5 separate regions of the Mus musculus genome follow, and regions 2, 3, 4 and 5 are each linked to region 1. The links are chromatin contacts, called in public ChIA-PET, HiChIP or PLAC-seq and promoter capture Hi-C maps. All regions are on one chromosome and are shown on one strand. Each heading gives the region's core, a stretch centred on a gene start, on an enhancer-like site or on the middle of the called end of the contact. The rest is flanking DNA. Distances are from core to core; before and after follow the strand shown. Region 1 holds the start of Cep350 (centrosomal protein 350). Region 2 holds the start of Soat1 (sterol O-acyltransferase 1). Region 3 overlaps Axdnd1 (axonemal dynein light chain domain containing 1). Region 4 overlaps Acbd6 (acyl-Coenzyme A binding domain containing 6). Region 5 holds the start of Tdrd5 (tudor domain containing 5).

The links. Promoter capture Hi-C pulls out the DNA fragments that hold promoters and counts their contacts. ChIA-PET counts read pairs in DNA pulled down with a chosen protein or histone mark. HiChIP or PLAC-seq counts read pairs in DNA pulled down with a chosen protein or histone mark.
Region 2: a contact with region 1 is called in an HNF4G HiChIP or PLAC-seq map of pancreatic cancer cells. The contact joins the promoter of Soat1 here to the promoter of Cep350 in region 1. A contact is called at or near these places in 2 of 484 Hi-C or Micro-C datasets (both in embryonic stem cells) and 3 of 115 datasets of contacts at active chromatin or transcription factors (embryonic stem cells, memory CD8 T cells and pancreatic cancer cells).
Region 3: a contact with region 1 is called in an RNA polymerase II ChIA-PET map of memory CD8 T cells, with 6 read pairs. The contact joins the enhancer-like site here to the promoter of Cep350 in region 1. A contact is called at or near these places in 5 of 39 promoter capture datasets (embryonic stem cells, hematopoietic stem and progenitor cells, hippocampal neurons and 2 more), 1 of 484 Hi-C or Micro-C datasets (CD4 T cells) and 2 of 115 datasets of contacts at active chromatin or transcription factors (double positive thymocytes and memory CD8 T cells).
Region 4: an H3K4me3 HiChIP or PLAC-seq map of the SCID.adh cell line shows a contact between it and region 1, with 4 times the contacts expected there. The contact joins the enhancer-like site here to the promoter of Cep350 in region 1. A contact is called at or near these places in 15 of 39 promoter capture datasets (the 3T3-L1 cell line, 3T3-L1-derived adipocytes, the C10 cell line and 9 more), 3 of 484 Hi-C or Micro-C datasets (B cells, the P5424 cell line and uterus) and 6 of 115 datasets of contacts at active chromatin or transcription factors (the NIH/3T3 cell line, the SCID.adh cell line, astrocytes and 2 more).
Region 5: a contact with region 1 is called in a promoter capture Hi-C map of stem cell-derived epiblast-like cells, with 2.2 times the contacts expected there. The contact joins the promoter of Tdrd5 here to the promoter of Cep350 in region 1. A contact is called at or near these places in 1 of 39 promoter capture datasets (stem cell-derived epiblast-like cells) and 1 of 115 datasets of contacts at active chromatin or transcription factors (embryonic stem cells).

Annotation. Positions count from the first base shown.
Region 1 is chr1:155,971,143-155,976,802 of GRCm38.p6, reverse strand. It overlaps Cep350 (centrosomal protein 350), which reads left to right and starts at 3,548. Exons shown (of 38, transcript NM_001039184.1): 1 at 3,548-3,954.
Region 2 is chr1:156,472,150-156,477,809 of GRCm38.p6, reverse strand. It overlaps Soat1 (sterol O-acyltransferase 1), which reads left to right and starts at 3,482. Exons shown (of 16, transcript NM_009230.3): 1 at 3,482-3,662. Gm39682 (a long non-coding RNA gene) reads right to left here and starts at 1,251. Exons shown (of 4, transcript XR_865657.1): 1 at 1,173-1,251.
Region 3 is chr1:156,405,423-156,411,082 of GRCm38.p6, reverse strand. All of the region lies in intron 4 of Axdnd1 (axonemal dynein light chain domain containing 1), which reads left to right. Among named protein-coding and RNA genes, the nearest start is that of Axdnd1, 13 kb to the left of the region's middle. Within about 2 kb of position 2,857, at least 43 of the 459 cell types and tissues checked have an H3K27ac peak or open chromatin away from gene starts, as enhancers often do. A contact at or near this core is called in double positive thymocytes and memory CD8 T cells, where this site is marked.
Region 4 is chr1:155,578,534-155,584,193 of GRCm38.p6, reverse strand. The region is part of intron 3 of Acbd6 (acyl-Coenzyme A binding domain containing 6); the gene reads right to left. Among named protein-coding and RNA genes, the nearest start is that of Acbd6, 23 kb to the right of the region's middle. Within about 2 kb of position 3,368, at least 2 of the 459 cell types and tissues checked have an H3K27ac peak or open chromatin away from gene starts, as enhancers often do. A contact at or near this core is called in the SCID.adh cell line, where this site is marked.
Region 5 is chr1:156,300,601-156,306,260 of GRCm38.p6, reverse strand. Tdrd5 (tudor domain containing 5) reads left to right here and starts at 2,913. Exons shown (of 18, transcript NM_001134741.1): 1 at 2,913-2,950; 2 at 3,659-3,894; 3 at 4,355-4,747; 4 at 5,471-5,660. The coding sequence starts at 3,663.

The sequences.
Region 1 (5,660 bases), core at 2,299-4,798:
AACAACTCCCCATCCCCAACACACACACAAGAAAAGAATAGGTGATGATTACAGATTGGGTTTGGTTTCCAAGATTGACATGTTCTTAGCAACATCCCTAGACAATTCTCATGCATCATTTTGTACAATTAATACAAAGAGTCAACAACTCATTACATTATTATAGATATGTCTCTCCACTTGTCAATTTATTGTCTAGAATTAACGTCAGGTATATCATGTTCAAGAAAGAATATATCAAATTCATTCAAATTTTAGTTCAAGAGAGATCAACTGCTTAAACTTATTGATTGCCTATTCAAATATTTTCAATAAAGCATTTAAAAATAAAATAAAATGCTGTCCTAGCTAATTTTATGTCAACTGAACATAAGATAAAGTTATCTGAAAGGAGGGAAACTCAACTGAGAAAATTCTTCAATAAGATTCAGTCAGGGTTCTCTAGAGCAGCAGAACTTATAGAATGAATATCTTTATATGTATATGTGTGTATGTATACACACACACATTAAATATATATGAACCACTTACAGGCTATGGTCCAACAAATCCAACAACTGTAGACTATGAACAGAAAGCTCAAGAATTCAGAAGCTGCTCAGTCAGGCTGGATGTCTCAGTTTGTCTTCTATAAACAATAGAATTCCAAAGAAGTAGGCTCCAATTCCAGTGAAGAAAGGAACTTGCTTGCACGGCAAGAGCAAGCAGACAAAGAGCACATGGCCTCCTTCTTCCCTGTCCTTACATAGCACAGGTTCTCAACCTTCCTAACGCTGGGACCTTTTAGTAAAGTTCCTCATGGTGTTGTGACCCCCCTCCCCATCATAAAATTATTTCTTTGTTACTTCATAACTGTAATGAATTGTAATGTAAATATGTAATATGTAGACTATCTGATATGTGACCCCCAAAGGAGTCACAATCCATAGACTGAGAACCACTGTTCTATAAGAAAGCAAGCTGAGCGAGCCATTGTGAGCAAGCCAGTAAGCAGTACCCTTCCATGCCTCTGCATCAGCTCCTGCCTTCAGGTTCCTGCCCTGTTTCAGTTCCTGTCCTGACTTCCTTCAGTGGATGAATAGTGACGTGGAAGTGTAAGTCAAATAAACCCTTTCCTCCCCAAGTTGCTTTGGTAATGGTGTTCCTTCACAGCAATAGAAACCCTGACTAGGACAAATATGTAGACCAAAATTATACGACGAATACATAGCTCCACCAGGCTCCAAATCCAGACCTTTGTGATTACAGAGTTCATGATCTTATGATCTTGGTGTACCATGAAGATGACAGATGTCGCAATGAAACATGATCAACCCACAAAACTCTAAGAGGATACTTTGTCATCTGTCCAATGAACAGCATTGTGGAGTTTGCAGATAGAACAACTGCAATGTATAAACACCCAAACTCATGGCAATTCTCCCGTCTCAGCCTTCCAGGTTGGGCTTACTGGCATGTGTCACTATGCCTGGCTTTTCAAGACAATCCTATTGAATAGATACATTAGCTTGGATTCATAGGCATTAAGTGGAGGGTCTGGAGGGCTCAGAGGACACACAAGTGTTGAGAGCATTTTCTACTTTATTGTACCATCTTCAGGGAGATGGAGAGAGAAAAGCTTTGCCAGCAGGAAGTGAGAAGTTTCCACTAATCTTATCTTGGCAGCTGGAGGCAGGGTAGGGATAAAACTTGAGGCACCCTCTGAACGTACTGATTTAATCATTTGCACTGGAGGAATGTGGCTACTTTCATAAAACTGTGAGGGAAACGAACAGACTATGATACACTTGAAAGCCAATATTCTTGAGGGAGTAAAAAGAAATCACAGAGTGTCAAAAAGAAGAGAGATTATCTAGTATCTAGGCATGGTGGTGCAGGTCTGTGATCCTAGCACTCAGGAAGACTGTGAGTTCCATGCCAACCTGCAGGATCTTCTGAGAGAGAGAGAGAGAGAGAGAGAGAGAGAGAGAGAGAGAGAGAGAGTGAGAGAGAGAGAGAGAGAGAGAGAGAGCGCAGTTGAGAACCAATGCTGGAAATTTGATGAAAACAGGAGTTCAGGCTGATAGCAGAGAGCAATGCTGACACCATAACAAAAACCTCATTGCCTTTCTGTTGATCACGAGGTAACGTAGGAGGTGGGAAACTATGTTAGCTTTAGAGTAAAGGAGATTATTTCCCATTGATTGGTGCTATAATATTGGGCAGATAGTGTTTCAGAACCCACTATTAAAAAGTAATCATAACTCAATAAGGGGATTGGATACGTTCTTTAAAATAACTAGGCTGGAGAAAAGGTAAATTTCACTTTTCTTTTTATTACATGTATGTATGTATGTATGTATGTAATCATACATGTCTTCTCATGCACCTGCACGCAATGCAGATCAGAGGACACCTTAGAGGAATCTGCTCTCTTGGTCCACCATTCTGGGTCCGGGGATCAAACTAAGATCGCCAGGCGTGGTGGCAATTCCCTTTACCTGCTAATCCATTTCCCTGCCGCAGTTCCACCTTTCAAATCTTTTTCTTGCTACTGCTTGCGTACTCGGGATCTCCACAACTCTCATTCTTTGCTGAAGTGCTGTTCTCAGGGAGGGTGTATACATTGACATATGTGCAGGACTTTTGTACATTCACGTAGTTCCTGCTGAGGCGCGGCTGTCTTATGGGGAGGATCAGTTATTGTCGTCTGCTTTTATTGATATGGTCAAGGTAGCGAACATTTATTGAACATCTACAGTGTTGTAGTTACTGTGCCAGGCCCTACTGGGTATACATAGAAAAAGGAGACTTTAAGACACCCATGGTACTTTAGATGAGAAATAATTTCGAGGCAAAGTAACTATCGGAGCCCAGAAGGTGGAGAGCTTAGCTGCAGTGAGCACCTAGCGGAAGGTGTCAGGCATTATTCGCAGAAAAGCTGTCCTTTACAGTCTTGACAGACGATAAAATTCACCAAGCGGAGGCTGGTGACAAAGACAAAGCTAAGAGAAAATATGTTGACCCCAGAGGGCTTCTCAAACCACAACACCGAAGGGAAAGGAAACGTAGTTTTTGCTTGTTTTGGAAAGAGCTTAAGCCATCAGTGTGCGTGCTGAACAGAACTGTAAACCCCTGGCCAATGAGAGGGCCGCAGTGACAGCAGCGAGCAGCCGCAAAGCTGCGGTTACTCCGATCCGCCTAGAGTGACGATTCCTTCTGAATCGTCTGCCGGGTCCCGGATCCCTGGGTCACCCTTGTCAAGTCCTCAGCGTGTTTTGGCTCGGGGGTGACCCGCTCAGCCAGAAGGCCCAATTAGCGTCAAAGGGAAGGGGGTGGTCTCCTCTGCGGATAGACTCTGGCTCCTCCCGAGTCCCGCCGAGCTCCCAAAGCGCCACACCAAAGATGGCTTCCCCGCATCCTCTAGCCTCGGGTCCGATCGCGCTCCTCCGTCGGCCACACTCAACATGGCTGGCCTTCACCCAGGGTTGCATTCCTGCGGAACCGTCTCCGGACAGTTCTCGCGAGGTTTGGCGAGTCTCTCTCCCCCCCCCCCCGCCCTCTCCCTCCCTGACTGCTCCCGCCCTGCCTCGCGCCGCCGCCACCGCCACTGCCGCCGGCGCCGCTCCTCCTCCGTGTCAGTTGTTGAGCTGTAATGGCGACTGGGCCGCCGCTGCCGAAGTGACTCCCGGGGCGGGGGAGCGGGGCCGGACCTGCGCCTGAGAGGACTGCGGAGAGCCGCAGCTCGGGAGGGGGCTCGCGGCGGGGCAGAGGAAGGCCGCCTCTGCGCCTCTCCTTCCTTGCCTGCCGCCCGGCGGATCCCGGGAGCCGGGGCGAGGCGGGCACCCGGTGCGTCCCCGGAGCGGGGAGGCCAGGCCGGGCAGCCCTGGGGCCGGTCGGGGCGGCGTCACTGCACCCTCCGCCAGGCCCCGCGGGATGCACCGTGGGAGCCGAGGGCGGAGGCGACACTCTCAGGTGAGCTGCGGGGAGACCTGGCGGAGCCTGCTCCGCCTCGGATGTCTCTGTCCGCGGTCCCAGGTCCCCGAGGTGGCCAGAGAGGCGGGGCGGGGCCCCCCTGGCACTGCCTGACGTCCCCCCCGGGGACCCTCCTTGGGTCCCGAGACTTTTCCTGGAGGGTCATCCTGAGACCTGGGCTCCCGGACCTACTGGTGCCCACGGAAGACAAGATTTCTTTGCTTACCTGCCAGTGTCGCCCTCAGCACCCTCGCCCCTCCTCTTGTCTGCATAGAGTTAAGCCACCTCTCACCTTTGGTCTCCGAAGTGTCCCTTCTTCGTTTGGAGATCGAGCATATTTTGGGAAATTCCGGGGCACTAGCTCCAGTGTCAGGAACAGTTTCTGTTCCTTTTCCTGGGTGTAATATTCTCAAAGTGCAGTATGGGGAAAACTTTGATCACCTCCAGTCCAGCAGCAGTTGTTGAATGGAGTCCACCGGCTTATTCACACATGATTGGGTGGAGAGGGGGTGACATTTAACAAGCCTTACACGTTGGAAGTTGTCACTTTCCCTCCCCTCCCCCCTCTTTTAAATTCAGACTAATATGCTAAATCATATTTAGTTAATGTCACAGATACAGGCAGAAATTTGCCAGGGTTTTAGTTTTCAAGTTCGGAACTTGCAAATAGGTATAGATTTTTTTTTAAATGGATTTTTTGATGTTGTAACAAATGTTTCATTTGGGGGGAAAAAATAGGCCCTTAGGAATAGTGGTCGGTATCCATGTACTCTACTTAATTGTTTTGCTGGTGTTTCTTGTTTTGAAATTGGAGAAGTCGTTAGTGTTGCCATGTTAACCTGCTCCCTTCGCTTGTATTTTAAAGATTTAAATGGACAGTCCATCCTAGACCAACCTACTATTAGCACCTGGGAATTTTTGAAGAGGCAATAATGAAATACTACAAACTGCTCTCCATTTAAAAACTTTCTTAATTTAAAATACTGCTTTTTAAAAAGGCAGCGTGCTGCTAATAACTTGGGATTGTGACTTTGGGAGACTCCTAGACCTGTACTAGAAGTTATTGCAAGCCCATGAAAGTGTAAGAGGTTTTGTATGCTAAATTGACAAACTATTAAATGCAACAAATCTGAACTGTTACTGCATTCAACTTAGTACACCTTAATCAGAATATGAAGGTCATGCCAGAATACATTGTATATGTAGACAAATATGTATCTTGTCTTTTCATAGCAGAACTTTGTGCTTATAGTGATAGTAATGTTTGTAAACAATTTTGTATAAATATGAAAGACTTTTTTCTGACATGTATTGGTGTATAGTATTATTTTAAGACCATCAATACTATAGAATCAACCTTTTATGGTGTTAATACATTTATGAATTAAAGTTTTAAAATTTTTTTCTTCTGATTGTCATTTTTTAAAATCCATTTTTAACACACTATATAGAGGCAACAAGAAAGGAAGTGAAGTCCTTATGTAACCACTTTAGTTTGTTAAACTGCTATAATTTATAATGAGGGCAAAAGAGAAGTTTTACGAAATAACTGACTTTTTGGGGGCGAGGGTGGGGGGACGAGTGTACTTCCATGAATTAGTCTTTGTGTACTCTTGTGAGCAAAGGGGACTCAGATCTTTATTTTGTAGTTGTGGAAATGAACATACAAAGCCATTAATTTATGTGTGCTGTTTTTATTCTGCAGA
Region 2 (5,660 bases), core at 2,233-4,732, 500 kb before region 1:
CTTTCTGACCTTCCTGCCTCCATTCCAAGGCTGGGCATGAGCACCACAGTGACTAGGTGACACAGTGGGTGCTGGAGATCGAACGCAGGGCTCTTTGTACGTGGGGTGATCCTGCTACCAACTGAGCTACATCCCCAGCCCTCTCCCCATTCATCTGTCTCCTCATTCTTTCTGTCCCACTTGGCTGTTGCCTAAGCTGGCTCCTTAGCATCTCACCTATATTACACATCACCCTTCTAATTAATCTACCCACCTCCAGCTGCACCTCTGTCCAGTAAGGTCTTCTAAATCATGAGTCTCTCCTAACTTGGCATCCACTGCTGGCTCCCCAATGTCTATGGGTTTCTGAATCAGGATGTCTCAGACACACCCGCTTACTGATTCAGCTTTGTCTGTCAGGAAGTGCCCTGTAGTTAAGGATCCTCTGCAACCTACCTCTCTGTTCCTTGGACCTGGGCTGGCCTGGAAGTCCCTATGCATTGCAGGGTTCTTTTGTCTTATGGGTTTGGACCTTGTTTTCCCTTTATTTTGAAAATTCTTCCTTCCTTTCCCCCGACAGCCATTCTACTAATTAGAAAGTCAGGTTCAGCATGCTTCTTCTCCATTCGGTCTCCTCTCTAGCCCAGTCTTTCATTCTCACCACATCCAGAAGAGCAGCAACGGAGACAGTGGTTGCTAATGGAAAGCTTTGAAAACATGGACTTATTAAATACAATGACCCCGCATTAGGTAGGCACTGCCTCAAACATATTTTTTTTTCCCTGTAACATTTGTCCCACAATTTTCAAGTGGCTTGGTTAGCTCTCTTCCCGAGAGACAGTCTCAATCAACTGTCTCCAGGTTCTGTAAATGTCTTGGTTTATTGTTGTTTGTTTGTTTTGGAATATGATGAAGAGAGTCCCATCTACCTATGCCTTGGTCTCAGGATTAGGTGATGTGAGATTTTTATGGGCCAGTTTGGAAGGCACTTGGATTCTAGCCAGAGGCCCTGGAGTTTCTCTCCTCACCTTTATACTAGATGATATCGACACCCACCTGTTGCTCAAAGAAGTGACCTGTAGTTACCTCGAGTTCACGTTTCTTCACTTCTGCGCCTCAGGGAAATACCCTCAACTCTCTTACCTTTGATTTCTACAGCAAGCACCCTAATCCAGGGCCCGACTATGACCTACCCCGCACGCTTAGCCAAGAACATCTCTGTTATCTTGTTTCTTGTTGTTCCACTTCTGCTGTTCTGTGGAGATCCTTCTCTATATTCTATATAAAATAGGTAAAAAAAAAAAAAAAAAGAAAAGAAAAAAAATAGATGAAAACAAACAAGAAAACACATACACAAAAACAACAAAGCCCAGGTTGGCTGTGGTGTTTCTCCACCCCCACCCCCACTCCCTTCAATACCAGCTGAGGCAGGTGGATGAATGAGTTAGAGGGCTTCACAGTGAGGCCTTGGTTTAATTCCCTTCCTCCCCCAGGAACCCTTTATCTTCTTCCCTTTGAACTTATGAAAAAGAATCCAAACAGCAGGATTGGGCTCCTGCTCAAGGCTCCAACCTCTGTGTGCTCTACCCTCCCCCCAAGTGTGCTCCAGCCTCCTGCGCCTCAGAGCAGCCAGAGCCCTTCAGGACCAGGCTCATCCCACTCACTGTTCTTCCTGCCTGTGGCTGGGATTGCTAATTCTTCCTTATTTGGGTCTTAGTTCAGACTACCTCAGAAAAATCAGCCTTTCCTCTGTCTTTACAAAACGTAAGTGGTTAATCATATGCAATTCATGTCATCCAACTCTCTGTGTTCTTTTATGACAACCTGGGAAACCTTTAAAATTAATCATGGCATTCTTTCGCATCTTTTCCTGACCACTCTCTATTTTTTTCCTAACACTTATCACTACTTGCAATTGTCTTATTTTTCTCCCGGTGGCTGCTTCTGTTTTAATTCATGGTTGTGCCTTGACTCGTGCCTTGAAGTAACGGGACATTCAAGTCATTTAAAAAGTGTCCTTGGGACTAAATAATCAAAAGATGATTTGGATTGATTTAGGACATAGATAAAGCAGTTTAGGCCTTGGACTTCTCAAAAGCAAAGATATGAGTGAATTTAGGGTAAAGGTGGGTGAAAGAGAAAGCTAAACGGACTGGAGAGACACTGTCGGCCTGCAAAATTGAACTTCTGTTCTTCCTACTTCATCTTCTTTCTATCTTCCTTCCTTCCTTCCTTCCTTCCTTTCTTTCTTTCTTTCTTTCTTTCTTTCTTTCTTTCTTTCTTTCTTTCTTTCTTTCTTTCTTTCTTTCTTCCTTTCTATCTACCCTACCTACCTACCTACCTACCTACCTACCTACCTATTTACCTACAGGGTCTCTTTGCAAAGCCCTGGCTGTCTTGGAACTCACTATGTGGACCAGGCTGGCTTCCAAATCACAGAGATCCACCTGCCTCTGCCTCCCAGCTGCTGGGATTAAATATGTGCATCACCAAGCTCAGGAGCTGTATACCAGCTCTGTATTTTTATTTTTAACTGACTAAATGGAACAGTGAATAGGCAAGTGTCTCTACCAAGAGTCCCAATAGAAGTGAATTTTTAGTCCCAAATGTTCTAACTGGTGGGATAGGAGGAGGTGGAAGCAAAGGCAGTTGAGTGCTTCCAAATGCTATCACCAAACTGTTGACAGAACCATTAAACACAGTTGTCCCAGAGAGGGCAAAAACTGGGCACACCTGTGCAGAGCCCAGCTGCTCTAAGGCGAGCAGTGTTGCCTGCTATGGGCTAACAGGGGAACTCCTTTTGTGAAAGATCTCCAGAGCAGGCAATTCATGCAAGCCTCAGGCATTGTTTAGGGTATTTGACTAGGAAAGGAATGGTCAGCTGGACAGATTAGGGACTGACTGAAAGATTAACGAAGCCAGTTTAGCTGACACTGTTTTGCAGGCCGACAGTATCTCTCCAGTCTGTTTAATTTTCTCTTTTACCCACCTTTACCCTAAATTCATTCACATCTTTGCTTTTGAGAAATCCAAGGCCTAATCTGCTTTCTTTACCTATGTCCTAAATCTATCTGTATCTTTTTTTTTTTTTTTTGATTATTTAGTTCCCAAGGATGCTTTTTAAATTACTTGATTGTCCCATAATTTCAAGTGACTCACTTCTGTCTTATCTAAGTTGTGTGTTGTTGAAGGACAGACTGAGTCAAGTAGAATTTAGACCACAAAGCAACTTATGACAGGTTTTTTTGCCACTGCTTCTGTCTTATTCCTTAACGGTCAGTATCAGACTCCGCCTTGTCCCATCTCGCAGGCTGCCTTTTCAAACTCTAAGGAAGTTGACTTGGCCTCCTCGTAGCCACACTGGAGGAGAGTTGGGGTGGAGCCAGAAAGCCAGGTAGCTAGAGAAGCCCAGTGGGTACCCTAGATATGGGAGGGGGCGTGGCAGTGGGCGTTGCCGGACGCCGCAGGACCACCAATGGCATCCCGGAGCTCGGGGCGATGCGCGTGACGCAGCCGCGGGCTGGGAGGTTGGGGCGGAGAACGGGGGTGGGGGCCTGCGCTTTATCTTCCTCCGTAGCCCGGCTGGCGGCGTAGCGGGCCGGCGAAGGGACATCCTAGTCTCCGACCGTCCTGCGGCCGCCCAGCCTACCGCCTAGACCGCCGCAGCTGCCCTCCGCTCGCAGGTAACCTCAAGCTTCCGCTCCCCTCCTCCTTTCCTGACCAGGTCCACCCTGAGCCCGAGAAGAAGGGGACTGCGGTGGCGGCGCCGCTCCGGCTCTGCGGGCCTGGCCTGGGCCGGACTGTCCCACCCGGACGCTGTCTGCTGCCTGGGGAGGGTCCCGCTGAGTTTGGAGGGGAGAGCGGGAAAGTTACCCGCAGCCATCCAATGCATCCGATGACTGGCAGCCTTTTCATTATTAGTGATGGTTTGATGTCCCCTCCGAATCATGTGGCGTCTCTCAAGCCAGTCAGTAGTGAAGAAAGTTGAGAATTAGAAGTCATTGCACTCTTTGAAAAGCGACATTAAAAAAAAAAAAAAACCGCTCAGGAAATCAGCTTTCTTTCTTTCTTTCTTTCTTTTTTTTTCTTATTTTCTTTTTTTTTTTTTTTTGATGTGGGCGGAGGAAATGTATATATATATGAAGGGAAAGATGGCACTACCAGGCACCAGACTCTATATGGGCCAGGGAAAAACCTGTTTCAAGCTCATATTCTGTTTTTAAGTAGCGGGGGGGTGGGGGGGGATTAAGTGTCTGTCTTTGATCTTAAGTGCTAATAGACACGTAACTTAAGCAATATATATATTCAGCGGTTTTTTGGGAGGAGACATTGTTGTAAGCTCCAGTCTCTGCATTTTATATAAAACTCCTTGGTCACTGTAATACTTAAGTAGTTGCCACTGTGTCTCCCCCGCCCCCCCAAACTTCTTGCCTTCTTCAAGAATGCAGAATCCAACTTGAATACTTCTTTTTCTTTTGTTTGCTTTCAACTGGGAAATATAAATGACTTGGTTTTTTGAAAAGCCAGCTCAGGCGGCACAGGAGTGGGGCTTGCGAAGAGCTCTGATGCTGTGAAGAGTAAGGAGAGGAAACGTGGAGAAGCACACGGCTTAGCTTGTCACGTGCTTGGAACTGGTCAGGGGTTTCACGTTCTTTCAGGACTCAGACCCAGCTCTAGGCGCCTGAGCTCCTGCTATCTTAAAGGCTGGGCGGGTTCTTCAGGCTCTAGCTCTCCTTCCTTGTGCCTGGAAAGCTGCTTCTTATCTCCTGGACCATTTTCCCCGGGGGCCTTATTCCCCTTCTTCCGCCGCCCCCTAAGCATTCCTCAAATCAAAGATCACTTCCCGGTGGGAGCCACTGGTCAGTCTGAGCCTGTTAGCATTCTGAAGTCTCCTTACCAGCAGGAATCATCTGTAGTAAATAGATGCTTTGTTTTATAGTGAATTTCACGAGGTTAGTCTATCTTTTCTGTGTCTTCTCAGTATCTTGCAGGAATAGAACTAAATAAGAGTGTGGGGGGGGTGTCAAAAAAGGAACTTTGAGAAAAAACATTAACTTTAGGCCTTAACATAGGAGTGAGTGCCTGTTTCCTATGGAAGTTTCATTTGTCAGACAGGACTCTTAGAATTGTGTCCGTCCCCCCCCCGCCGTGTTGGATAACTAGTTATATTTAGTCATTTGTAAGTAAAGTAAACTCAGATGTATATAAAATTTGCTCAAGTACTCATATTCTTTAGTCTTGTTAATTGACCCTGTTCTGTTAGCTTCTTGAAAAAGTTGTAGGGTTGCCAGGTGAGTTCAAGGACAGCCAGGCTATACAGAGAAGAAACCTTGTCTTGAAAAACCAAACCAACCAACCAACCAACCAACCAAAAAACCTACAAAAGCCTCTCCCACCCCCCCCCCAAACCAAACCAAAACACCCCCTAAAAATGTACACATTATGCTTTGGACTGTTAATTTCCTCCCCTCTCTCCCTCCCTCCCTTCCCCCTGTCCTTCCCTTCTTTCTGTGGGCAGGATCTCATGGAGCCCAGGCTGTTCTAACACTGGGTAGTTGAGAATGATCTTGAATTACTGCTTCTCCTGCCTCAACCCCGCAAATGCTAGGACTCTAGGTGTGTACCACGGATTCAGGGTTGGATTGTACACTCTATCCACAGTGGTTTTTCTTCTCTGCCAA
Region 3 (5,660 bases), core at 1,608-4,107, 430 kb before region 1:
AACATCATTTTTACTGCTTCTCCCTGTGGTGGTCCCCAGGTGAAGTCAGATGCTTTTCTCACTATGCTGTATAATGGTTGGAGCAACAATTGCAGGTATCGTATATGTTGCCTCCGATACCCAAATAAACCTATTAACTGTTGGGTTTCTGTCTCATTCTGAGGTCTTGGTAAGTTTCTTAATTTGTTAATTCTTGGGGGATGGATGGTCCTCTAGTCGACCAGTGTACTCCGAGGAATTTAACTTCCTTTGCTGGTCCCTTCACTTTGTCTTTATTAATGTTCCATCCTTCATTTGTTAGATGTGCAATTAAGTTTGCTACTGTTTTATGTAGTACTTGTTTATCATTTTCTATCAAAAGAAGGTCATCTATATATGAAAAGATTGCTAGTTCTCCTGGTGTGTGGAATGAATCTAAAGCCCATCTCAGTGCACTGTGTGCTATAATTGGGCTGTTTTTGTATCCTTGTGGAACTCTAGTAAATTGGTATTGTTTTCCTTCCCATGAGAATGTGGTGATTTCTCTGGAGTTGGGGTGTAAGTCTACTGTGGCAAACCATTTGGGCGCCACCTGCCTGATTCTCAGGAATCTATCTTCTACATCTGGCAATTGTCCAGGAATCTGCTCTGATAGGTTATTTATATTCCTGTAATCTATTTACTGTGACTCTCCATTTGCCATTGGGTTTCTTTACTGGCCAAATGGGGCTGTTGTAGTTAAAGCTTTGTGTTGGTTCTATAATAGCTTCTTTTAATAATGTCTCTTTGGTGTCCTTTAGTTCCTCCATCCCACCTTTTATTGGGTATTGTGATGTGGAGGAGGGTGGTATTTTAGGTAATTCTACCTGTGGAATTTTGACTGTGGCCAATAGTATTTTTGGTATTCTTTTTTTTTTTTTCCAAGACAGGGTTTCTCTGTGTAGCTCTGGCTATCCTGGAACTCACTTTGTAGACCAGGCTGGCATCGAACTCAGAAATCTGCCTAACTCTGCCTCCCGAGTGCTGGGATTAAAGGTGTGCGCCACCACGCCTGGCTTGGTATTCTTTTATAATTCAAAAATTTTGGAAATAATTTGTGTATTGTGAGTAGTTGTATGATGTTTTCTGGGGCACTGTACAAATCGAAATCTAATTCATAATTAATTTAGTTATAGGGGTTCTGACTCTGCCTCCAACTCCCTCTACTTCTATGTGGCCTTTAATCTTGTCTGTATTCAGGATCTGTCCTTCATCCAGGGTATATACATTAATCTCACTACCCATGTCCAACAGCCATTTGACCACTTTGGTGGTGCTATTGGGTAGTATAATGGGTAGAGCTACTCTGGGATTTGGATATTGTGTCCCTGAGGTTGAAAGGGATGTCCTCACACTCTTAGGTTTTTCCTGGGTGGCCTCCTGTTCATAGGTCTTGCCCCTACACTCGGCCCTTGGTTGTTGAATCCTGGGTGAGGGGGACCCCGGCCATTGGGTCCCCCCTGCCCTAAAAAAAAAAAAAAAGGTCTGTGAGGAGCTTGTCCAAACAAGAGTCTGGTGGGATTCCATGGTTGGCTTGGTCCTGAGCTAACTGGGAGGTTGGTATTCTGTCTTCCAAATGGATATATATACATATATATATATATATATATATATATATATATACACACACACACACCACACCACACACATATACATATATATGCACACACATAGACATATACACATACATGTATATATAAATATGTATATAAATATTTATATATATATTTATATTTGAACCGTCTCTTTACTCCATTATATTTCTTACTTTAATGGGTAGGTACTTTAGTATAACCTTCTCTGAGTCTAACTCTCTGCATGATTCTAAGAAGTCCATGGCATCTGCCGCACTTGGCATCCTTGCAGTGGTCCAGCTGGGGTCATCCCTGGATGTTGTGGAGCTTCTTTACCGGATTTTCCTAAACTGGGCCAACCTTGGTGCGTGTAGCCGCCTGCGGCCACACTAACTGGGCTCCTGAGTGGGAGGCCAGAGCTGTATGGGAGAGTATGAGAGGAATAACGAGACCAAGACAGATTTCTGATCAAGGCCCAAAGTTTACTAAGAGTCTGTGCTTATAAAGGGGGGAGGCCCATCTCCTGCCACACCAGGCTTCTTGATGCTTTGTTGCTAAGTAGTCTGTCAGAGCTTTTAGCATTAGGTCGCCAAGTCCACAGGTTGTTGGCTATCTCAGGAACATCTCAGGAAGACAGGTTCAGCCTCTCAGCGTAGTGCTTCTTGGAGAAGAGCAGCGGCAGGTGACAGAAAAATAAAGCCATCTAGGTCAGAAGGCTCCACCCCAGGTGGTCTCATTCTCAGTAGCAGCAAGGTCTGAATCAGCCTCCTTCAAGGCAGGGGGAGGCCACAGGTGCTGCCTGTGGGTCAGGAACCTGGTTGTAGCTGAAGTGGAGTACTCCTAATTTCCTTGCTAACTGAATTGCTTTCTGTAAACGATTCCATTTTGCTGAGGCCTCCAACTGAGTTACATCTAAGAAGGGGAATGCCTATCTCCAAGCTGCAGCTATCCAATCAAGCAGTGAATGTGTATCTCCCCTGGAGCTGTCTAACTCATGTTCCAGAGCTTCTGATACGGTGGGATTTTCCCATGACATTTCTAATTTTGTGCATCTCTTTGACCTGGCCGGCAGATCAGTCAACGGGGTCTGCAAGAGAGAGAGAGTGGTATGGAAGGGGCAAGAGACTTGAAGAATGGAGGCAAGACAGGTTGCTGGTCAAGTCCCATTTATTGAAAAACAATTAAGGGCACATAAGCATAAGCTAAGCCTTATGAGTGCAGCTGGAGACACTAAACCACAAGTGACTAGCAGCTGGGGGCACTAAACTGCAAGTCCAGGAAATGTCTGAAAAGAATGAGATGTTATCAGAGTGTGCTCAGCTGTGGTGGGCTGCTTGCAAAAACCGCATGCTAGGAAACAAGTCTCTTGGCAGGGTGGAAAAATACCAGCCTGCAAGTAAAGGGCGGGAGATGGCTGCAGAGTTGATAGCCCCTTTCTCCTAGGAGACGGTTCCCAACATCTCTTGATCTGGTAACATTATTATATCTGCTCCCTTCTCCCACAGTTTCACTATGTAGCATATGCATCCTTCATGCCATTTTGGGCATAATTTTTTTCTAATTTCATTAAGTTCCTGTGGGGTATATGCTCTGGTTCCTATTATTACCTTCTTGGGGCTGGTGTGTCCAGAAGCTCCAAAGCACAGCATGAAATGCCGAGGGCCTTGCCTGCGCAGCCATCAGAGCCAGGCTACGACATATGCCAGACCGGAGGAGAGTGAAGTGAGTGTGTGAATGAATGCAATCCCATTTCACTTTCTATTTGTTTTATTGTTGTTTATGAATAAACACCCGTATAACCTGATAAACTGGCACTCTTTCTCTCACTCTTGGCTCCATCCCTAATCCCAACTTCCCCAAATTGCCCTCCAACTGCCAAATGAGCGCTGTGGTATATCTATCTGTGCCTATATTTACACACCCCTCCCAGAAATACACATCCCAACCAACAATAAAGTAATGAAATATTTTTTGAGATATGGTCTTATTGCCTAGCTTTTGCTAACCTGGAGCTTACTGTGTAGACCAGGCTGGTCTTGAACTCACACAGGTCTGCCTGCTTCTGCCTCCCAAGTTCTGAGATTAAAGGCATACCTACCTTGCCTAAGTAAGAATGTAGTAGATGTAGAATTGTGTATAATTGTATATATTTACATAAAAAGAGAGGGAGGATATAAAATGCCTGCTTTTCCTTGACATAGACACAGCATTCACATGGCCAGCTTCACAAAGACTTCACACACACTTTCTGTGAGCAAAGGAAAACCTTTCTTTTATTAAATTTCAACATGACATTTTCTTTTCTTAATTTTTCTTCTTTTCTGTATATGTGTATGTGTGTGTGTGTGTGTGTGTATATATATATATATATATATATAGAGAGAGAGAGAGAGAGAGAGAGAAAGAAAGAGAGAGAGAGAGAGAGAGACTCACTCACTTTGTAGCTTTGGCTGGCCTCAGGCAAGGATCCACCTGTCTGTGTCTCTTGGGTGCTGAGACTAAAGGTGTGTGCTAGCATCCCATGCTCATTAGGATGTTTTCATACACGTGCCATTTGGCTTTGTTCTGTTAGTCCTCCTTCTGCGGTGCCCTCTTTCATGCTTTGGGTGTTTCTATCTAATAAAAATTTTAAAATGTGTGCAATACTACTTACTGTTTTTCTGTTATGACCTCTGCACGTGACATATTTGAATGCAAACGACCCAGGTCACTAATGTGACTACATTTACTTATGCTTTGTATTATTACACATATTTGTTTACTGCATGTCTGTGCTCTACCACGGTATGCATGTGGGGGGCAGAGGAGAACTTTCCCGAGTCGGTTTTCCCTCCGCACTGTGGATTCTGGCAGTCAAACTCAGCTTGTTCAGTAATTGCTTTTGCCACTGAGGCATCTTGCGTACCTAAATAATCTTTTAAAAATATTATTTATATTTTATTAGTATTGTGCTTTGTGTGTTGATGTGTGTGTCACAGCCTTCTTGTGACGGTTAGATTCAATGTTAGATCAACTGGACAGTATTGTGCAGTTGATTCTCCTCTTCCACCTTTATTTGGGTCCCACTGATCAAATGCATGTCGTCAGGCTTATGTGGCAACAGTACCCACAGAAGTGTCTTGCTGGCACCCAGAATTTTTTTTTTCTGAGAGACCTAACAGAGGAGCAAGATAATTATTCAAAGGAAAACAAGATAACTAGACGTGGATGGAAAGGGAAAGGACACCTGGCCAGCAGAGCCCACCAGTGTCCTCTGTAGCATCAGCAGTGCAGAGGAGAGAGACAGTGGACCATGAGCATAAGTCAGGCTAAAGTCTACTTTAAAGTTAGACGGAGGGATGGAGACATGAAAACATTAGAAGTATATAGGACATACCCTAGAGACCTGAGAGCCCACATCAAAAGTAATGACAAATCTGACTAGAGATTTGCACGAAATGATAAGACTGGCCACTGTCCTGACCTGGAGGCAGCTATAGAATTAATTGGCATTAGCAGTAGATTGGGTATGGAGGGCAAAGGATAGGGAGGGATTGGGTCTCAATGCTGAGATTTTGAGGGCAGTCTAGCAAATAGAGGAGGGTGAAACAGACTGCAGATCTGATGGCTTGGCCAAGAAAGAAAGTGTAGCCCAGTGTCCAGATGCTGCCACTGATATGCAAACCCTGTGAAAGTCATTCAACCCCAACAGGGGTGGAGACCCACAGGTTGAGAACCACGGATGTAGAGGACACAGCTTTGTGGAGCATCTCTAGAGGGGTAGACAGATGATTCAGGAGTGTCATAAACACGGGGAGAATCCAGGAGACTGGTTTCAGACAGAAGAGTGGTCAAATCAGGAAAGTATTCTAGGTAGTGGCAGAAAATGGATGAGATTGCCTTTGTAAAAAGAAGTCTTCACTAGGTCTCTGAGGCATGGTTTCAGAAGGGAAATGATATGCCTTCTGGGAGGTAACATTGGGAAGGTTGATATTTAACAGAAAGACATAGATGATAGATTCTAGCTGGCTACTGAAAGACCCACAACGTGAGGACTTCCCCACGTTCTGACTCAGGAGAGGCAACACC
Region 4 (5,660 bases), core at 2,119-4,618, 390 kb after region 1:
GTCCTGGTGAAGCTAGCCCTCACACCAAAGGAGGTGAGTGCAGGCAGGTTAAAGAGGTAGAAAGAAGTGCGTCCTAGCAGGTCCTGCCCGTCCCTTCTACTACTTGCTCTGCCAACAGCTTTCTAATGCAACCTGGCAGAGAGAAGCAGCAAGCACTGCTTTGTTCACATCTTGTTGTGCTTCCACCACTTGTTGTTTCCTATAAACTCCAGGTGTGCTTTCTCCTCACTTTCCTATCACAGACAAGACAATTAACAGCAAGAATCTGCCACACTCAGTTCTGTCCTACTTCCTAAAATTACTTACGGCTGCCTATAAATCAGACATTTAAGGCGACCAGTCAGCTTGAATTCCACACCATAAAGATAGTTGTTTTGCCCTTAGATGTAGCAAAAGAAGACATGGCAAAGACATGACAACTAACTTATCCCCAGGTTCTAGAATCGAATTTTGCAAGGTCAGGAAAACATTAGCATGTAAGGAAACTGCACTCACACAGCTGCCCTAAGGTCGGCGACTTCAAATAGAATACTGTTTCGCTGTTTACAGAACATCACCTGCTTGCCAGGACTTCCAGGAGCCACTCCACGAGTACTGCTTAGTGACTGTGTCACGCTTCTTTTATCACATACGATTCTGACCACAGACAACCACCTTGATCAACACAAAAGCTTGTGTCCATACTCTGATGGGCACTGGGAAATTCAGACTACATGTATTTATACTACCCTGTACCTGTAACAACATCATCTCTTTTTTTTTCTATTGTTTTTTCCCTTTTCAAGAACCAACCTGACTGTTCCCTTTTTTTTTTTAAGATTTATTTTATGTATATGAGTACAATGTTGCTATCTTCAGACACACCAGAAGAGGGCATCAGATCCCATTACAGATGGTTGTGAGCCACTATGTAGTTGCTGGGAATTGAACTCAGGACCTTTGGAAGTGCTCTTAACCACTGAGCCACCTCTCCAGCCCCTGACTGTTCTTTTAGATTCAATTTCCGGATCGGACCTACCGCTCAGTCTACTCACCTTATTCTCCCCATTCTGTCTTGGCCATTCTCTGAAGTAAAAGTCTAACCAGCATATTAAAGCTTGAACTGCAGAACTATAAAGTAGCAATGTTCTTATTCTCAAACACTGGGGACTGGAGAGATGGTTCAGTGGTTAGGCGTGTACACTGCTATGACCTCAGTGAGCAATACCCATATCTGGTGTTCCCCAATCTCCTGGAACTTCATCTCCAGAAGGGTCTTCCACCTCTAGTCTCCATGGCACTTCAACTCACATGCACATACCACCACTCCTCATAATTTAAAATACAAATAAATTCTTAAAACTAAGCATTGTGTCAAATACCAGAAAGTCTCAGTCCATATTCACTGTGAAATAGAACTGCATTGTCCCAGAAAAAGGACACTATACAGTGTATCTAAAAACAATGTTCTGACACTATTTTAAACCTAAGTCTGCAACAATATTGAAAAAACAAGAAATGCGTTTATTATCAACTTGGTTAATAAAACCTAATTCACTCAACTGATCTAATCACTCTGGAGAAAAACTATTTTCCAAATTCTAAAGAAATATGACTTAGATTTTGTAAGAATCAAAGTTTGCTACTGAACAGCCACAGAAAGGAAAGATAATAGTTTTGCCTCTCAATAATTTTTTCTGTAATTTCACCTTGGTCATTTATTTAAAATGACCACTGAGTGCTACAGTATGACTAAAGTCCTAGCAACAGTAGCACTGAATCTCGCTTATTTATTAATAAAATTTTGTCTCTACTTTATATTTGAATTGTACCTACAGTTTATAGACTGTTTTCTATATATCTAATTTTGATAAGTTATAATCTCTTATCTCAACTTTACAACATGACAATGCACAGCTAACCTCCAATAGCAAATGTGTCAATACTGGAAGCCAGACTTTAGCAATAAACAGTAACAGAAATATAAAGAAATTAACCTATTATGCTTTTTCCTTCTTGCTCTAAAGCAAATCCATATTGGCTCACTTTCCCAATTTGAGCTTTTAAAAATGCATACTAAATTTCCCTATATTGTATTTCAATCAATTGCCTAAGCTCAGACTATAATGTCATAAATAAAGTACTTGGCCATAAATTTCTCAACAGACATAAAATCAAAGACACCCAACCCCTACAAATTAAGTAAGAAAAAAAAAATCCCACAACTGAAACCTGAAAAGAAGTTAACATATCAAGTTCCAGCTGATGAGTCAGTCAGCGGCTGCTCTGTCCTAAACAGATTCCTTCTGTAAGCGCCACTGGATTAAGATTATAGACATGTACCAAAATCATCTTGGTCTAGTCTTTTCATTTTATGTTTTCTTATAAATTATGAAGCTATGGGCAAAAGTCAATCACTTTTCAAATGTTTGACGGCAGAAGCATGACTTAGAATAGCAATGATGTGAGCTATTTAACAGGCTCTGCATGAAATGAGGGAGATCTGTAAAACAGCACACACTTAAGCTTAGGTATGCACACACACACACACACACACACACGCACACTCTACAACACCTCAAATGCCTGGAAGATCCAAGGCTCCAATGAATCTGTATTTACATCACTAACAAGACACTCAAGTAATATTTTTTAAAGGCCTAAAGAAACAAGCACTTTTTTTTTCTCATTTTTTTCATACAAACAAGAGCTAATCCACATTTTATCACACTATAAAGTATATTTAAAAGAATACATGCACTTGAATTGATTTTGTTTTACAAGATATGATTAAATGGTATTTAAACCAAATACCACTGTGTCAAACTGGATAAAAATACTTAACTGTCAAACTAAATCAATTTCTTAAAAGTACTATTTGAAGCTGAGTGTTGTGGTGCACATCTGCAGCCCTGTGACCTGGGCAGGAGGATCGTGGGTTCAAGGCTGACATGGGCTATACAGTATAACCAAGTCTCAGAAAAAAAGTGTTGTCTGAACAGAAGTACAGTCTTCAGTCTCCAAATTTCAGAACTTGTTACAAGTTCAGAACTTATCAATTAAACAAGTAGAAACTGGCAACCTGTATCTCCGTTCTGTTCCCTCTGTGGTTGATATTTCAAGTAACTTGGTCAATTTAAAGACAGAAGAAAACTGGCACTTGACTCTTCCACTGGGCACAGGATAACAAATAAAAAGACTTCAGATACTATCCAAGCAAGTGTTGTTGATAACAACAAATTGTTCTAGACACGTTTCTGACTCTCAGAGGTTTGTACCAGTGTATTTCCTCACAAACACCTCTCTCACACATGTATGTGTGCACATCTGTAAACTCAAACATTTACATTCCCAGCTACTAAAGCTATGCATCTACTGATGTCATTTCTGACATGCTGCAATTTAAACTCACAGAGCAGGTGTTGACCCACGAAACTCCACGACACTGTTGTCCACCTTAAACAGCATCACCATCCTTTATGGGATGCTCTGCGGGCATCATCTGGGACCAAATGTTAACGCTCTCATCATTTCACATTTAAAGGTGAGTGTGTGCATCAATGACACTAGGTGGAAAACTAGATTACAGAGAAAAAGGAGCATAGCATTACTGACAGACAGAGGGAAGCAGAAACAACAGCTTCATGGCTGGGACATGCTCGGCTGACGCACCCTGTCAACATGAACCAAAGCCCTGATCAAGCAGAAGAGGTCAGGTGTTGGTCGAGAAAGAAATTTCCTCACTTTAAATTCTCCATGGAAACCACTACAAACATGGTGGGGGAGGGCAAGGGCGAAGGAGAGGGAGGATATTAACCTCCAAAAGAATCATAAAAACTAATCAGCTTTAAAAAGTCATAAGACAATGACAATGTAGGAGTTGTATGATTTGCTGATTCTACACTAATCAGCAGAAATGGTAGAAGATACTAAAAACTGAGTAATTTGGAATCTCGAGTTTACTGGGAAAATCACATTAGAAAGCACATAAATTCCTTAACATTTTTAGAAGATAGCCAGTGATAAAGGCAAATGCCTTTCTTTAGTCCTTTCTCGTGGGAGGCAGGAGGTAGATCTGGGAGTTTGAGGCCTGTCTGGTCTATATCATGATCTCCAAGACAGCCAGAGCTACATAGTGAGATCCTGTCTCTAAAAAAATAAAAACAAAAATGAAACAAAACAAAAATTCAGAAGATGATATATAGTTACGAGTAACTATATATCATAACTATATCTTACATCATTATTGTAAGATTTCAAGGGGATTCCAGCATTAGTTTATACTAATACAGCCTGAAGAGGCTCAATAAATCTTAAATGAATTAATTCCCAAAGGTAAGTTTAACATAGCTACCCTCAATTTTACATCACAAATAAGAATATATTTAAAAAACAGACAAACTGTAGTAGTTAGAAGTAAAGAAATCCAGCAGAATACCAGAGAAAACAACAACACAAAGTTCAACAGATAAAACACATACAAGAGAAATGCTCACTGAATATTTTTTTAAATGTACAAAAAAAAAAACCCAAGATTAAAAGTAATAAAAATGACTTAACTAGTTGGGTATAAACATTAGACATTTAAAGTATTCAGTCTCTCAGTTTATAAAATGTTGAGTCAAATCTGACAGGAGACAGGTACAGGAAAGGAATTCACCTCAAATCTTCCCCGAATAGATTTATAATAGATTTAGATACCAAGTTTAAAGACTCCCAAACGTTAAGAACTGAAACACTTAAAGAAAATTTCAAAACAGTTTTAAAACTTTTAAGTAGTGGTCAGAGAGGTATTTAGAATGCAGCATTAGTAACAGAGATACAACTTTGCTGCTACAGGTTTTTAAATGCCTTATTTCTTAACAATTATATCAAACTCCCATCTCTGTAATAGCGAATATGGAATGATGTGTAGCAAGTAGTAAGAATACGGAAGATTAAACATGCTCACATATATGTACATGCATATGCACACGCTCACATATATGCACATGCATATGCACATGCTCACATATATGCACATGCGTGCACATGCAGAAAAGGGAAGCACCGCCACCAACCCCGAGATCCTACATCCGCCTGCTAACTCACTTTCAAACTTTTGATTTACATTTAAGTGATGTCCATACCAATATGTTTATACAGTACAGGTACATATGCCCTTAGTCATTTTTGCACTTAACATGGTTAAAATTATGAAACTGTAATATTCAATCCATGTTGAAATTTCAAAGTGTAAATCTAAGTATAAGAGCAACACTGCTAAATACACACACATACACACTTCTAGCAGCCACACACTCATGATGAGGTCATTTTAGAGATTCAGCTGAGACCGGGAAATAGAGAAGGCAAATTGTCTATTGTTTTATGATTGCTAATTTGTTAGGACTCTGCTGATACTCGCTCACAATCACAAAGGGAAACTGTAGTGTGCTGTTAAGGCAGAGCACGCAGCTATAAAGTAAGGGACCTGATCTGCAGCAGTTCTTTCTCTTAAAGGAGAAGTGCGTGAGACCGACAGTCCTAGGACAGTCATAGGCTCCATAGAAACCGACCAAAGTCTCAGGACCCGTAAGGAAACAATATAAAACACAGGTGCCAAAGATCTAGAAAATCTTGAATGCTGAATAATGTGGCATGACCCAAAAGGCTAAATGAGCCTTATGTTTGTGCTTGCT
Region 5 (5,660 bases), core at 1,664-4,163, 330 kb before region 1:
AGCTGCCTGGAGGAAGCAGAAATCAGCAGAGCTGCCTGGAAGAGGTTTAGCCCAACGGCAGTCACTTTCAAAGAACCCATTCCAACCTGCTGAGCTGCCTGTAGGCTGGGTGTTGTATTCCAGGTTCCCAGCTTTTGTGAGGTGTCACCCATGTTGGGGGGTGGGCTTGGGTGATGCAGCTAGCTGTCTTTGGACTCTTTTCTGTTCCTTTAAATAGCCCCAATAAAACTCACTGGTTCTTGGGTGGTTACTATGTCTGTGATGGGACTCCTATGGAAGAGTGTGTCAACGTGCGTGGCATCTCTCTAGAAAAAGTTTTGTCACACAACGATGGTAAACCTTCATCTCCGACTTTCCTCAAAAGACTTTGAGACCTCTTATGGATAGTTATTCTAGAGAAAATAAAAATACTCAAACTTTGCAGTGACCACTGTTTGTCAACTCCAAAATGAACACTTGCATTCACTGTATGCCATCACTGTTTTAAGCTTATATGGCTTAGGAGATAAGTGGCATTTTGGTCCAGGTTCACCTTTGCATAAGGCTAGTGGGACTGAATTTATCATCTACTTATGAGTCTTAGTTACCAAGTGACTTGTTGGAATAAGTAATTTTAGCAGTGGATGGAATTCCTGTATTGCCACATTCAAATGTGGATTAAGGAATCTTTTTGTGATAGGAAACTTCAAGTGGTGTGGAGAAAGAATCCTTGGAGATCTGCAGAGGTATCAAGGTTATCACCACGATGGAAAGGGACCAAGGAGATGGTTCCAGTGCTGGTCCCAGTTACAGCTCTTCCTGAATAGAGGATACTATTCCTTAATGAAGCGACACTATACTGTGCATGCTCTCTCTCCTCATCCCCTCTCTCCAATAATGGTCTTAAAGTTCCAACTTTGTTTCTTATTATGTTATGGTTTGTCAACTCCATACAACCTAGAATTGTGTAGGAAGAGAATCTCAAGGATTGGCTACATCAGGTTGGCCTGTGGGATACTTTACTAATTTGGTGAGTTAAACTGGGATGACCCATTCTGAATGTGAACGTCACCACCCCCTGGGTTTGAGCCCTGGGTCAAGCAAGAGAGAAGAAAATGAGTTGGTCACTAAGCATGCATGTATTTTCTCTCTGCTCCGGGCTGCAGATGTTACAGGCTGCATAAGGTTTCTTCCTTGACTTCCCCAGTGATTGATTGTAACATGGAATTGTGAGCTAAAATAAGCCCCCTTTACCCTGGTTGTTTTTTGTCAGGGTGCTTTATCTTTTATCGCAACAACAGAAATAAAACTAGAATATTATTCATCGATTGTTCTATTACAGCCTGCATCAAAGCCAGGCATTTTGACCCACACCGTAATCTGTCCATAGTAGAGGCAGGAGAATTCCAAGTTTGACGACAGCCTGAGCAACGTAATAAGACTTGCTCCAAAAAAGGAAAAAGTTAACTTTCTCAGTAGGAATAAAATATAGTTAACCTATACAGACTTCTTGGTGCTAGGTGTGTTACATTTGTTACCGCAGATCATTGGTATGAGAATCTGAGGTGATATCCTTTTTAAGGGAGTCATCCAGTGTGCTATTTCCTGAAAACATTTTAACTCCACTCTCTTAATGTTGGCTTGCCAATGGAAAAAGATTCATCTGGGTAGGTTTTACTCCAATGGCAATCTAATTAACACTGTTTTAGAGATAGCTGTTCATACCTAAAATCTCCATTCCTTTTCTCCTAGGCTTTGTGTAAGAAGGGATTTTTGTTTTAGTTAGTTCCGAGGACTCAATGGGCCCTTAAAAATATGAAGACGTGTTCCTTCTAAAACTTGTCATTGAAATGCTGCAGTATTTGGGTCCATTTTTCATTTTAGGATGTTCTGTTAATCTACTTATCAGCTACAACTGCTCTACTATAAACCGAAGATATAAATCCTTTCTAGTTTTAGTTTTTTAGGGATTCTTTAATAGTCCTCATTCATTGATGGTACATTTTGTTCTCTTGGAATATTCACTTACGGGTTTTAGGCAAGAATGGCTTAGGGATCCCGCCCCCTTTATGCAACCGGCCAGTCTCCAGCTGGGGCTTTCCTCTCTCCACCTCCAGAGAGCTAGGCTCAACAGGTGTGCATCACCCCACCTAGTTTCCGGCCTCTTAAGTTGAATCCTTTGAGTATCTTTTAGGTTGTCCATTTAAGAGTGCATACAGTTAAGGGAAAGGTATTCATATCCTGCATTTCTACTTGCTAGTTTTTGAGGACTCCTGTCAATCTAGTTTACTCTACAAATCCAGCAAACATATCCAAATGAAATTATCCTCCATAGTCTCCCACTTCTCTTCTTTCCATTGCTCCTGGGATGTTCTTCATTCCAAAAGTCCGTCCATCCATCCATTCCTCTCTTCTAGGAGTCAAAGTCGCTTTAAGGTCAGCAGTAATTCTCAAGAATCAGACTCGCTCTTAATTTTTTCCCCCAAATAAGCGCAGACCTACGGGGGCGAGGCGAGCTTCCGGCGGGGCGGGGCGGGGTGGGGGGCACTAGTCCTGGATCCGCAGGATCCGCATGTGCCTCCGCCGCGGTCCCCGCCCCCCGCAGGTGCCTGGGGGCGGGGCGGGGCGGGGCCGGGCGGCGCCGCAGGGCTCAGGTGGAGGGTGGTCCAGCGGCACCTGCGTCTTCCCGCGGCTTCGGGAGGAGGTAGATGCGGCGGGTTGTAGCGCCGTCCCAGAGGGGGAGCCGGTCCTCGGCCTCACCCGCACCCACACGCTAGGTCTCCGCTAACCGTCACACCGGCCGCGCCCGCTCGCGTGGAACGTGGCGCACCGGACCGGACGGCCCGCAGTGCGCAGGCGCGCGAGACCCTCGCCGGCTCAGCTTCTCCGCGGCCCTCCCGGAGCGTCCCGGACCTGCGGCGCGCAACGGCAGCGCGGGTGCGAGGGAGCGAGGCGGGCGAGCCGCAGCCAGGTAGTGGCGGGCCGCAGAGGGATACGCTACCGCGGTCCTCAGCATGACTCAGATCACGGGAAGAGCACGGGGCAGACGGGAGGACCAGCTGAAGGAGGGAGGGACCCCGGGACCCCCACCCTTCCCGAGTCCATGGAGGCGACCAGGCGGTCTGCGATCCGCTCACGCTTCTCCTGGTCACTCATGCACCGCGACCCTTGGTTCCCAAAGACCGGCTGAGAGATTCCATCTGATACTGAGCAGCAGCGGGGAATGACACCCTCTAAGGAACTTGAGATCACCCTTTAAGCTTCCTTATTAGCCGGGCCCAGTTGGGACTTAATGCCAGCCAGCTGCGAGGATTGGGAGGGCTCATCCCTACAAGCTGAGCTTTGGAGTTTGTAGTGAGTGTGGCCAGAGAGCTTGTGCTGCAGGAGCCTTGGAACACTTAGGGTATTGCTTTAAGCCTTATCGCCTGTAAAACTCACATCTGAGTTTTTATATAACATGGCTGGTCGTTAAAAGGTTTTTGCGTGGTGGCGCACGCCTTTAATCCCAGCACTCTGGAGGCAGAGGCAGCGGATTTCTGAGTTCGAGGCCAGCCTGGTCTACAGAGTGAGTTCCAGGACAGCCAGGGCTGGTTTGTTTGTTTGCTTGGTTGCTTATGGGTTTTGTTCTGTCCTGGTTTAACCACTTTCAAGAGCATTTTCCCCCCCTTCAATCCTGTAGCACGATGTCTGAACAAGAGCGTATACAGGACTGTCTGAGGAAAGAGATAAGGTCCCTTCTTATTTCCACTAAGGATGGTTTGACTCCACAACAGTTGGAAAAGGAGTACCTTTTGATGGTTGGCAACCATCTCCCGCTCCGAATCCTTGGATATCGGTCCACTATGGAACTGGTGTTGGATATGCCCGATGTGGTTAGTGTCTGCCCCGGTGGGGATGGTACCGTAATACTGAAAGGTAGGTTTAAGACTTTGGAAGGTCTACATGAGCCTTTACAGTTAAGATGTACCACTAAGTACAATATCCCGTATCCCAGGGCGGAGGATTTTAACTGGGGTGATAGTCATGGGTACCTTTGAGGTTGTTGGGGGAAGTGAGAGCAAAGGAAAGCCAAAACAGCTTCCCAAATCCCCATTCCTAAGTTCCTAACACTCATTTTAAATTTCACTAGGCACAAATTAGTGACACTTCCAGACCCTGATTAGCAGTAAAACATCTTCCAGCTGGTAGAGGAGTTGGGAAGCTTTTATTGGTCAGAATGTCAGAAATGATGGACCCAACAGCTTTGTCTTACTCTACCTACATACACAGCTCTGTGGAGAGTTAAAAATTGCCGGTGTAATTGTAGATACAAAGGGTAAATGGAGTATGTGTTTTACTTGAAAGTGATTTCTCCACTGTCCCCATATCTTCTTAGCCATTCCAGACGAATCCACCAAAGGAATAGCAAGTTTGGTTGCAAAGCAGAGAAGGAGCCATAAGGTCCGAAACTCCATGCCAAAGGGAAGACCCAGCATATGCTCTGGCCGGGTGCCTTACCGAGGAAGGGTGCCCCCAATTCTTCCAGCTGTAGTGAAGAGTGAGTTGAAAGACCTTTTGGCATTGTCTCCCGTTCTCCTTTCTGACTTTGAAAAGGCATTTGCCAGGCGTTTTGGACGATCATTTCAGTATATGCAGTATGGATTCCTCTCTATGTTTGAAGTGCTGAATGCAGCTTCGGATGTCATTTCTGTAGAGCAGACCAGAGCAGGTTCTCTGTTGACACTAAAAAAGAGTGTATCAGAGGACAAGCAGAGAGGATGGCCAGCAGGTAAGCTCGTCAGCATTCATAATTGTGTCGCACCCACAAACTCTTGAAAATGTGCTTGCCTAAACAAGACCCTGCACGTCAGCCTGGTGGGGACATCTCAGAAGGCTCCATCTACGCCAAGGTGAACAGCCTCGGGCAGTTGATGACTTCAGAGAGAAAGATCAGTCTTCTCCAGGGATGAACCCTGTGACGAGTTTTCTAGTCCCAGGCGGTCATGTTTCCCATCCCCGGCTCGTTTCCCATAGCTTCCGATATCTCAGAAGTAATTGGTATATTTAGTAAACTGGACGTTTAAAACACTAGACTGTGTTGATTTTCAGGGTACCATGGAACATGCATTTTAGGACTGCATCTCTTGGAGTATTTCTCCCTTGCGTTTCCTTACATCTACTATGAGAAGTGTATCTCTATGCAAACTGCTTGGTTGGGCACTCTTTGGTCTTTAAAATGAAATGCAGTTTTTAAGGTCTTTCCTATAAATTGCTACTTTTCAGTTATACTCAGGTGATCTTATATAGAGTTTTAGAGAGCAACAGTCTTTTCAGTAACATGGTTTCTTAATATTTTTTTTAATGAATGACTAATCACTTACATAGTATATACGTTTTATTGAATATATACATTTCCCCTTCTAAACTGAGGGCAGTTAGTATACAGTAGCCTTTTTCTATAAAACCTCTGAGAAACTGCTGTTCACTGTTTTTTCTTCTTTCTTAACAAAAGGTAAAGTTTTTACTCAGCCATTTAGAATGAAACAACAGGGGTCATATTCTACAGGATTCCCAGTAATGAAGGCACACTTTTCACAACCCATTTCAAATATGGAGCCCCCCAAACAAGTACTGAGCATGGCGAAGACACCCACGTTTAATTCTGTGGAGGCTTCAAGGCTGAACCACACTGAAAAATTAAA